2 separate regions of the Mus musculus genome follow, and region 1 is linked to region 2. The links are chromatin contacts, called in public Hi-C maps. All regions are on one chromosome and are shown on one strand. The core of a region is the stretch at or near the end of the contact, and the rest is flanking DNA. Distances in the headings are between cores, read along the strand shown.

Region 1 (4,940 bases), core at 2,226-4,725, 870 kb before region 2:
GTTGTTTACTCTGTACCTCAGGGATGTACCCTGACTCAGAGCATCCCCCCTACTTGAGCCTTCCATATGCTGGGATTACGGGCATGAGCATGCTTGCCTAGGAAGATAGATTTTTAGTTGCAAAAAAATAAGAGATTTATGTCTGATATGGGCAAAGTAGCAATCACCTGAATACCAGCATTTGGGAGAAGACAGGAGAGCCAAGAAGTCAAGGTTATCCTCAGGTTTGTAGCAAGTTCCAGACCAGCTCGGACTATGTGAAACCCTGTTTAAAACAATAGCAAGTCTTATGCAATTCAGCTACAGGAGCAGTATGTAGACTGTTTGCAGCTCCTCGGCTCCCTGAAGCCCTCTTTAATTGCATAGTAAAAAGCAGTTGAGTACTTGGCACTTTTATCCCCTTCACTTAGACAGCACCTGATACCTCCAGAGGAAATGTGTGAGGTAGGTTAGAAAGCCTGATTCCAAAGGAAGGCCAGCTAATAAAGGTAAGGTAGGAAAAACGTTTACAAATGTCACTGCCCCACTGCCCCGGGGATCTGGAAAACATTGTCCCTCACTGCTTCCTCTCAGTTTCCAAATGCCTGAATTTAATGAAGCCAAGTAAAAATAGTAATTACGTATAGTACAGGATTATTCAGAATGAACTCATACTAAGAGCATTTTGTGTAATGTTTATTTTGAAAGATTTTAAGTAGTTTTACTATTTTGAATTTAGAGAATTATGGTAACCCTTATTTTGTATTATGAATCATTACTTTTCATCACAAGTTCAGAATTCAGTCTTGTGAGATGTGCTTTTATGCTTTAAATTCCAGACATAGAAACAGCCAAAAAGGACTCAAAAGTTGTGTGAGAAAGACTAAACCCCTCAAGATTTGTTCCCTGACTATTTTGCTTCTAATTTTAGTTTTCAGCGTATTATAGATAGTCTTCCCTTGAGGTAGGTAGGAATATGTGTGCGCATGAACACTTAAGTATGTGTGCATTTTACTCTGATCGAATTCACCCTATCTTAGTATAATAAAGACTATCCAGCTAATCATCTGGGATTTTTCTAAACCTGCTCATTTCACATAGAAATTAAGCTTATATGCTTTACATCATCTGTGTAATTTCTTTTATTTTAAGATTTGAGAAACGTATTTATATTCCTTTGCCCGAAGCCCATGCCCGAGCAGCCATGTTTAGACTGCACTTGGGCAGCACTCAGAACAGCCTCACAGAAGCAGACTTCCAAGAACTTGGGAGGAAGACGGATGGCTATTCAGGAGCAGATATAAGTATCATTGTACGGGATGCACTTATGCAGCCTGTGAGAAAAGTTCAGTCAGCTACTCACTTCAAAAAGGTAAGAAGCATTACTTGACCCTGTCGTGTACTTTTTAAGTGAAACTTCAGGACTGTCCCTGGCTTATTTTCCAAAGAAGCTGAAATGGCTTCAGTGTTGTATGATAATGTAATAAATATATTCCTGCTGCATTGAAAATATTTTCTCCAGTGAACATTATTTATGGTCCTAAAGATTGTGTTTTTTTAAGAAGTAATGTGAGGCATTTCTGAGTCATTCTGGTGCAAGTGCAACAGCTCACATGGATGAGAGGCTGCTTTGAGCATAGCCAGAGCAATTGGGAGCAAAATCTGCTACATTTTCACCACATCATAAAAGTAGATCCAGTACATGCTTAGCCTGGCCTTTCTCTGTCCACACTGTCCAGCACTGTGTCAGAGAGGAAACAAGAGGTACAGTGTTAGCAGTGAATCTGAAACTTGGGTGCTAACACACACAATTCTGTGTATTGTAGTTCACAGGGGCAAAGGTATGATGGAGTGTATTTCAGAATCTGAAGTCAGGATTGTCAGCCTTTTCTGCCTTTCCCATATGAATGAATTGAGCTATCTGATTCGGGTACCAGTTGATGAGAAGATTATAGTCTTACTATGTAATTCTTGTTGTTGTTTCTTAAATGGAGATAGCACTCTTTGAAGAATTATTGTAAGGATCTTGTGAGATAATGTTTACACACAACACTAATGATAGTAGCTGACTATTCACTGTGTGTTCTTCTCAGCCATTTCCTCACTAACGTGTAGTGCTTTTGTACAGTAGCAGCTTGTTAGAGAGAAATGTGGTTCAGGATTAAATATATGCCATAGCCATCATATTTTCTTTTTAATTCCCTTTGCACTTAGAAAATAAATTCTTAGGACCTTAGACTTTTCTTACCTAGAATTTGTCACTCATTTCTACATTTTGGTACCAGGGACCTCATATGTGAACATGAAGCCAGGTCTTAATATCATAAAGGCTAAAGCAAGCATAATTTTTAAAAACCATAATTAGTAATGTATCTTAATTGTACAGATTAGTGGCTTCACTGTGATATCTGCATCACACATGGATAGTGTTCTTTATAATCTAATTAGCTTTAACACTAGGGTTTTGGATCACCATCTGCAGTAGATATTCCCATGTTTCCATCCTTCCACTTTTGAAACTGTTACAACTAAAAGAACAGACGTATTTGCCTGTTTATTTCAGTTATCTAACATAGTAAGTCTGAGCCCAGAGTCAGTCAGGATGTAATCAGCCAAAAACAAAGACAAAAATCCCTGGTCTCATGCAGTTGAGAAAAAAATATAGATATAAACTTAAGTGTGAGTGTGTACACAGTAGGTTTGTACACAGTTAAGGAAGCCAGGGTATATTTTACACCTATTCAGTCTTGAAATAAAGGTGATCATCATGAAATAGACTTGAAAGCAACCACCTAAATAAATATATGCTACTTTGTAACAAAGGGTTGTTTTCTAGATATTGCTAAAATCTTGCTTTAACTAAGTTACATTTCATGAAATCACATAGACATTATTAAGCATGTAATTTTATTTCTGTCCTAGTTTTATATTGCTGTGATGAAACAATATAACCAAAAGCAGTCTGGGGAGGACAGGGTTTGTTTATTTGGCTTACAGGCTGATGATACTCCATGGTAAAGAGAAGTCAGAGCAGGAACCTAGAAACAGAAACTGATGCAGAGACATGGAGGAGTGCTGCTCAGTGGCACTCCTTTCTAGAAACACAGGACATCCAGTACAGAGGTGATATCACCCACAGTGGGCTGGATCTCCCCACGCAAGTCATAATCAAGAAAGGATCCATGGACTTGCCTGTAGGCCATCTGATAAAAGCATTTTTCTCAATAGAGATCCCTTCTTCACACATGATTCTCCCTCCTGTCAAGTTGACAAAAAGCCAACTAGCATAGTATGTATATGTCTTCTTAGTTTCTTTTCTATGCTCTGAAGAGACACCATGACCAAGGCCAAGACAGCTTATAAAAGAAAACGTTTAACTGAAAGCTTGCTTGTATTTTTTAGATGGTAATTCCATGACCATCATGGTAGGTAGCATGGCAGGAGGCAGACAGGCACGGCACTGGAGCAGTAACTGAGAGCTTACTTTTTTTTATTGGCAAGTGTCAGGCAGAGAGAGTGTGACCTGGGCTTTTGAAACCTCCAAGTCAAAGCTCAATGACACACTTTTCCAACAAGGCCATACCTCCTAATCCTTCCTAAGCCCTCGGCCACCTGGAGACCAAACCTTCAAATGTGTGAGACTGTGGGAGCCGTCCTCATTTAAACCAGCACACATGGGATTCTCAAGTTTTTGTTAAGAGAGAGACCTAAAGATTGAGTAATTTAAGACTAATCCTACACAATATCTCAAGCTTTCTTTCAGGCATGGAAAAGAGCAACTTGGGAGAGTTTTGTAATGTTTGTTTTGATCTATAATGTAACTACCACTTAATAAGCATTACAGGAAGAATAGGGTAGCTAGAAGGAGCTGTTTCTTTTTCAAAACTTTTCTTTTTAACCCTAGTTTATTTTTCCTTATATATTCTATTTTTCCTAGAGTAAATATTTTAAATACAATCTAAAAATTAATGTATTTTGCCGAAGACTATCCCCTTTTTGGGTTTCCTATCTGCATGGAATGGGTCTCTAGTTGCAGGTGGACAAGGAGTCAGTGAATGAATGACAAACAGAAGCGACACACGAGATTCTGTAGAATCTGAATGCAATTTGACAAATCAAGCATCAGACTTTTTATACAGAAAATAGGGAAGTTAGGTGACATATCGGCCAGGTACAAATGAGATTACCGGATTCTTATACAAAACAGAGGAATGCAAACATGGAAGGACTGGCAAGAACCAACTGGGATAAAATTCAGTGTTTAACAACTGGGATCAAAAACAGTTCCACCTAAGGTCCACTTAATCTTAGAAGCCAGGGTCAAGGGTCGTTTCCATGAACTTTTCGCCTTGGAACGGTGCCCAGGTTTTGGGGGCCTGTCGCGCTTGTCACTGCTGGAGTGGATGTAGCAATATTTTTAACTTTTCTGATAGTGACCGGAATCTTAATTCTTATTTCATTTACTCAGATGAAATCAAGTCACTATCATTACAGGTTCGAGGACCCTCAAGAGCTGATCCTAACTGCATTGTAAATGACCTGCTGACACCCTGCTCTCCGGGAGACCCTGGGGCTATTGAAATGACATGGATGGATGTTCCTGGAGATAAACTCTTGGAGCCAGTTGTTTCCATGGTGGGACATTTTAAAATTTTATACACTTATATGTCATTTCGTTTCTATAGCACTAGAGAATGTTATGATCAAGCTCATGTATTTAATACTTGAAGAGAATTGTAAGTATTAATTTTGTTTACATGTAAAAATAGTTATCTAAAGGTGTGAGACTTGTGTTAATGAAAAGGTTGTATTTTGAAAGCACAATTTGCTCTGACTTAAGTCATCCACAAAATTCTCACATATATTGCACAAAATATTGTTAGGGCTTAATTAAAATATGAGTTTTGTCCTGAATCGCACATGTTTAAAAATAACCAGAAACATCAACTCTTGTGTGATAG
Region 2 (4,995 bases), core at 2,455-4,954:
TGCTCTTAACCAGTGAGCCATGTCTCTAGCTCCAGTTGAAAGCATTTTTCCAATGGGTGGATGTAACTCTCTGGCACAGCTGTGATAAACAGAATCTAATCTCTACCTTTTGGTGCTGGATTCTTGCACAACTCTCAAGGGAATTACTAGGACCAAAGCCAGTCAACTCAGGGAAGGGTCTGCCCTCTTTGTTTCAGATCTGGAATTGAAGTCAGAGCGTTCGTGATCCAGTACCTGCAGCCCTGGTGGGAAGACATTGCTTGCTATCTGTGGAGTCTCTTTATCAGCGTGGCTCTGGCTCTATCCCAGGAGTGTGACTTGAATCACTATCACCAGAATAACCTTCTTCATGTAATAAAAACCCAGCTTGCTCAGACTTCATGTGAGTCTCCGAACAACTGGAGTGAGGCTGTCCCTAAAGCTGTTGCTTGTCTGTGGCATCCATTCCTCTAACTGGGCTGCCTTGTCTGGCCTGATGCAGCTAGCCCTGCAGAGGCTTGATGGAGGGGTGGGGATACCCAGGAAGGAGCTCCAGCCTCTCAGAGGAGAAGGGTAGGGAGTGTGTGATGGGGGAACTTGAAGGAGATTGGGACAGCGATTGGAATGTAAAGTGAATGAATAAATTAGTTAATCCGGGAAAAGCGGCTTGCAAACCTCACTCTGGCTGTTGAGTCCCTCTTGCAGGTGAACTTAGAATTTTGTCTTCTGACAGACACCTCTTGGAGGTCAGCTTTTGGGGCTGGAGATAAAGTAGGGTTCCTTGTGGGCCCCATTCATAGGGCAGATAGAGGAGAACAGAGGAGAAGGGAGGGAGGGAACAGGACAGGGCAAGAGAAGACAGTGAAGTAGAGATGTGTTCTTCACTGGAGGCTGCCATTCTGTTCCCAGCCCCTGGAAACACTTGATCCTTTCACTCTCTATTGGGCAATCGATAGCTGAATCTACACCAGCCGTAGACACATGGCCTCGATTTGATTTATAACACATCAAGGTTATAACAACCAAGGGGAACCTGGCCTCCCTCTCGGTATTGTCTCTGCATCACCTCTGCCCATACTGCCAACAAGCCTTTATTCTGAATCCACACCACCACAGGAGGGTGATTGGCTGCTCTTTAAGATTTACCAGTGTGCCCTGAGCTCTGCACCAGCCTTCCTGGCTGCTCCAGACAGCAACACTTCTCTTTCTTACCTTGGGAGCTGAGACCCACAGACACCCAATGGACCTGCTACTCAAACGCCCTCAGTCATGTCAGTCAAAATGTGAACCTGCACGCCCAACTCCATTCTTGCCTTTGACTGGAAAGAAATTAAACGATCAAGACAAAGATTCTAACAGGAAATGAAAACAACCTAATTTTATCAAACCAGAACTAATGACTCCATGGAGGAGTGCACAGGCCTTGCTGCTCTGGCTCAGGCCCTAAATAAGATACACACATGTTATAAACCACACATGTGTTAAGGATGTAGCTAAGCCTTACCTCAGTCAGATGACTAACGGATGCCATACCTTGTTTATTTGTTTTGTTCAGCCTGCCCCCTTACAGCCCCGGGAAAAGGAGCTGTTGTTTCAGCTTATTATTTGGGAAGAGCAGATTAACCACTTAGAGGTTGTCCTTCTTTTTCATTGGTGAGCTTTTGGTGGCTGGGGATGGGCTTGAACCTTCCAAAGAGAACCAGTGGGGCATGTACGTACTGGTCTGAGGATGAGGACAAGGAAATGTTAGGAACACATGAGGCCTGGGGATAGCACGGTCAGCCACCCACTGTGGAAGTGAGCCTAGCCAGGGATGCTGCCCAGCTACAAGCAGGTAGGAGGACAGCAGGATGCAGGATCAGACACATCAGATCTCAGGCTCCTGAGTGCCCCTCTCCCACCTTTCAGTATGGATTTTATCAGGCAGTCCCATGATCCAGCCTTCTGGAGTAGGAGCACAGTATTCTGAGAAATATAATCCCAGGAAATAGATTAATGGCTGGTCTGAATAAATTCTGTAAATAGCTTCAGTTGATCAAACTATGGCTCCAGAAACTTTTAAGAAAAACAATATTGTAAGTTTGAGCCTGGCATGGTGGTACACACCTGTACTTTCAGCACCAGGGAGGCTGACACAGGAAGGTTGTGAATCTGAGGCCAACCTGGGCTACCCAGTAAAACTCTGAGGCCAACCTGGGCTACCCAGTAAAACTCTGGATCAAATAAGCAAAACCCTCAGATTTGGTATCACAAGAATACGAAATGGCCCATTTTGAAATCCATGTTAACACATGGCAAGACTCAGCCACGTTCTGCATCGTCCATTAGCTATGTGGTGTGTGAATGGCAAAGCCATTGAGAGAGACCTGTGTCAGCAACGTTCACACCTCTGCGGATCAGCAGATCCTTTCTATGGCATCCCGGGAGCTGCAGCACTACCTTTCTGAACACTAAAGCAAGAAGTCCCCACCTTCCCACGACTTTCTCCCTCTGTCTTTCATCCTACATGGCCTAGCTCGGAGCCTGCAGACAAATGTCTCTGAGCTGACAAATGCCTCTGAGCTGCTCACACAGAAGTTCTAGGGACCAAGCTGCATACGTAATACAACTAACAGGCTTGGTACTGGAGAAGAGGAGGGAATGCGGCCCACAAGGAATCTTGGCATCAGATGCTCTACTGTCCACTTCTCAGGTTAGCTCCCAGATCCCTCTATTCTTGATCGATTCAGCACCATGCCCTTAACTGGGAAGCCCCCCCACCCCACCCCCACACACGAGCATCGAACCCCAGGTGACTGTTGAGGTTGGAATCTCAGTTCTCCGGGGGAGAATATGCCTTCTTCTCTAGCCACTGGACAGAAATAAACGCTAGGACAGAGGCTTAAGTCATCATAACAAGGACTTTTAAAATTGGGAAATGTATTTTTTTCTCCAAAGGGGACAAAGGTTTCTTGGCACTCCGGGTAGGTTAATGAAAGCACACATCACAGGCAGCAGATGGTTCTTCTTTTATTTCCAGTAATAATTGTGGTCAGGGAAAGGGTGAGAGAAACGCAAGGGCCTTTTGATCCCTGAAGCTGAAATATGAAATGCAGACTGCATTTAGTGGCTCTCAGAAAACAATAAGAAATCGTGCCTTGGAAAATATATCAGACAATGGAAAGAAAAGTTTCCTTCTGAGCTACTAATTGTTAGGTTGTTTTCTCAGGCTGAGTGCCTCATGACCAGTGAAGCCAGGTGTGAAACACAGTACCTGGCAACCGAGCACCTGGGTGATCTGCTCTTCTGAGCCATGAGAAAGAGACTGAACCTCATGCTCTACCTTCCATTTGGTCTTGATTTACACAGTGCTGCTTGTTTGTTTTTCTGCTTTAGGCATGGCCTCACGTAGCCTTGGCGGACCTTAAACTCACTCGGTAGCTGAGGATGACCCTGCCTCCACCTCCCAAGAGCTAGGAGTTTATGCAGTGCTTCGAATAGAACCCAAAACTTCGTGTATGCTGGGCACAAGCACTCTACCAACTGAACTACGCCCACAGCCTGTTTTTTATATGTTTGATTGCTTACTTTCTAGCACATGGTGGCCCTGCAGTTGCCTCCTTTTTCTTGGGGGTGGGGGTTGCCAGCTGCTAGAGCCCACACAGCTGCCGTGGCCTCCAATTCCCTTCAGAAGTTCTGAGCTTTGTAGCAGATTGACAAGAGTTCAAAGTTCAGCCTCTTTCCAGCATCAACATGGCTGCCAGGACTTTATACCCGACTGCTGTGCTGCAAGCAAAGCTGTCTCGACATCCTTGACTGTAGTGTGGCTAACCTGCAGTCTTGGAATGGCTTTCCTTGCATCCAAGAGCCAAGCATGAGTGCGGCTTTGGGGACAGCTGTGTCATTTGAAAGATGTACTAGTGTAAAATATGCCCACAATGGGGATGTCCCACAGTAACAGAAATACATTTCTTACATTCTAGAGGCCAGAAGAGATTGGCAAGGCCATTGTTCCCCTACAGATTCTGAGCAGGATCCTTTCTCATCCCTTCCTGGCTTCTGGGTTTTGCTAATCATCCTTGGTTTGTGCTTGCATCCTCTAGCCTCTGCTCTCTGGTCCCAGAACTTTCTTCTGGGTTTCTCTGTGTATCCTTTTCTGTTAAATGGACAATCTCATTGAGCCTGGGAGTCACCCTTGACACATCTTTCAACAACTCTTTAAAACAACCCATTTACCAATAAGCTCACATCCTGAGGTTCCAGGCAGATATGGACCAAGTCCAGGTCTCTCAGCATCTTTGTTCTGTAAAACCTAACCTTGACAATGGGATGTGCAAAGATACATGTCTCTAAAGAGGGTGAAGATGGTGGCTGCTGCTTCAAGGACCTCCCTACCTGCTTACCTCTTGGCTGAAAGCATTCCCCTTACCCAAAATAGTTTTTCAACGATTTGACTCAATCTTCAAGACTCTGTCCTCAGGGAAAGAGAAAATTTCTCCAGGGGCTTTTCTCCAGGAGTCAAGAAGAGGCTGGCATACATTTGAGTCATCTGGCTTTGGAATAGGAGGGGCCCTCACAAAAGCCATCTGCCCCAAGAATTGGGGGTGGTTGGGAAAGAGAGTCTGTCAAATTAAATAATTTCCCTGAGAAATTACCATTGCTTGTGGTCTTCAGGTGCTATGCTTCTGTTACAAACCATGATGAAGTAACCTCCCCCTTGAAGTTAGCTCTCCTGCTCTTGTTTGGGAAATGAGGTGGGGCATGGATGGAGAAAGGGGAAAGCTTGGGACTGAGGAAATCCAACAGGAGAACCTGCAATCCATCCCAGGAACCAAGTAGAAAACAAGGCACAGTGGCATGTGTTTATAACCCCAGTGCTGGTGAAGCAGATACAGGGAGATCTCTGGAGAACTCTGGCTATCCAGGCTGGCCTGATACCAAGTCCCGGGTCCCAATGAGAGATCCTGTTTCCAACAAGGTGGGAGAAATCTAAGGAATAACTCCTGAGTTTGACCACTCCCTTTCACGTAGACACAT

Evidence for each region. Hi-C and Micro-C count contacts between places; a contact is called where the count stands out from the background.
Region 1: a contact with region 2 is called in a Hi-C map of liver, with 3 times the contacts expected there. The contact joins two enhancer-like sites. A contact is called at or near these places in 1 of 39 promoter capture datasets (liver), 1 of 484 Hi-C or Micro-C datasets (liver) and 1 of 115 datasets of contacts at active chromatin or transcription factors (memory CD8 T cells).

The regions. Positions count from the first base shown.
Region 1 is chr1:106,773,681-106,778,620 of GRCm38.p6, reverse strand. Vps4b (vacuolar protein sorting 4B) reads left to right here. Exons shown (of 11, transcript NM_009190.2): 9 at 1,132-1,351; 10 at 4,474-4,614. Among named protein-coding and RNA genes, the nearest start is that of Kdsr, 16 kb to the right of the region's middle. Within about 2 kb of position 3,475, at least 6 of the 459 cell types and tissues checked have an H3K27ac peak or open chromatin away from gene starts, as enhancers often do. A contact at or near this core is called in liver, where this site is marked.
Region 2 is chr1:105,899,045-105,904,039 of GRCm38.p6, reverse strand. It overlaps Gm41927 (a long non-coding RNA gene), which reads left to right. Exons shown (of 3, transcript XR_878430.1): 3 at 198-411. Among named protein-coding and RNA genes, the nearest start is that of Gm41927, 33 kb to the left of the region's middle. Within about 2 kb of position 3,704, at least 9 of the 459 cell types and tissues checked have an H3K27ac peak or open chromatin away from gene starts, as enhancers often do. A contact at or near this core is called in liver, where this site is marked.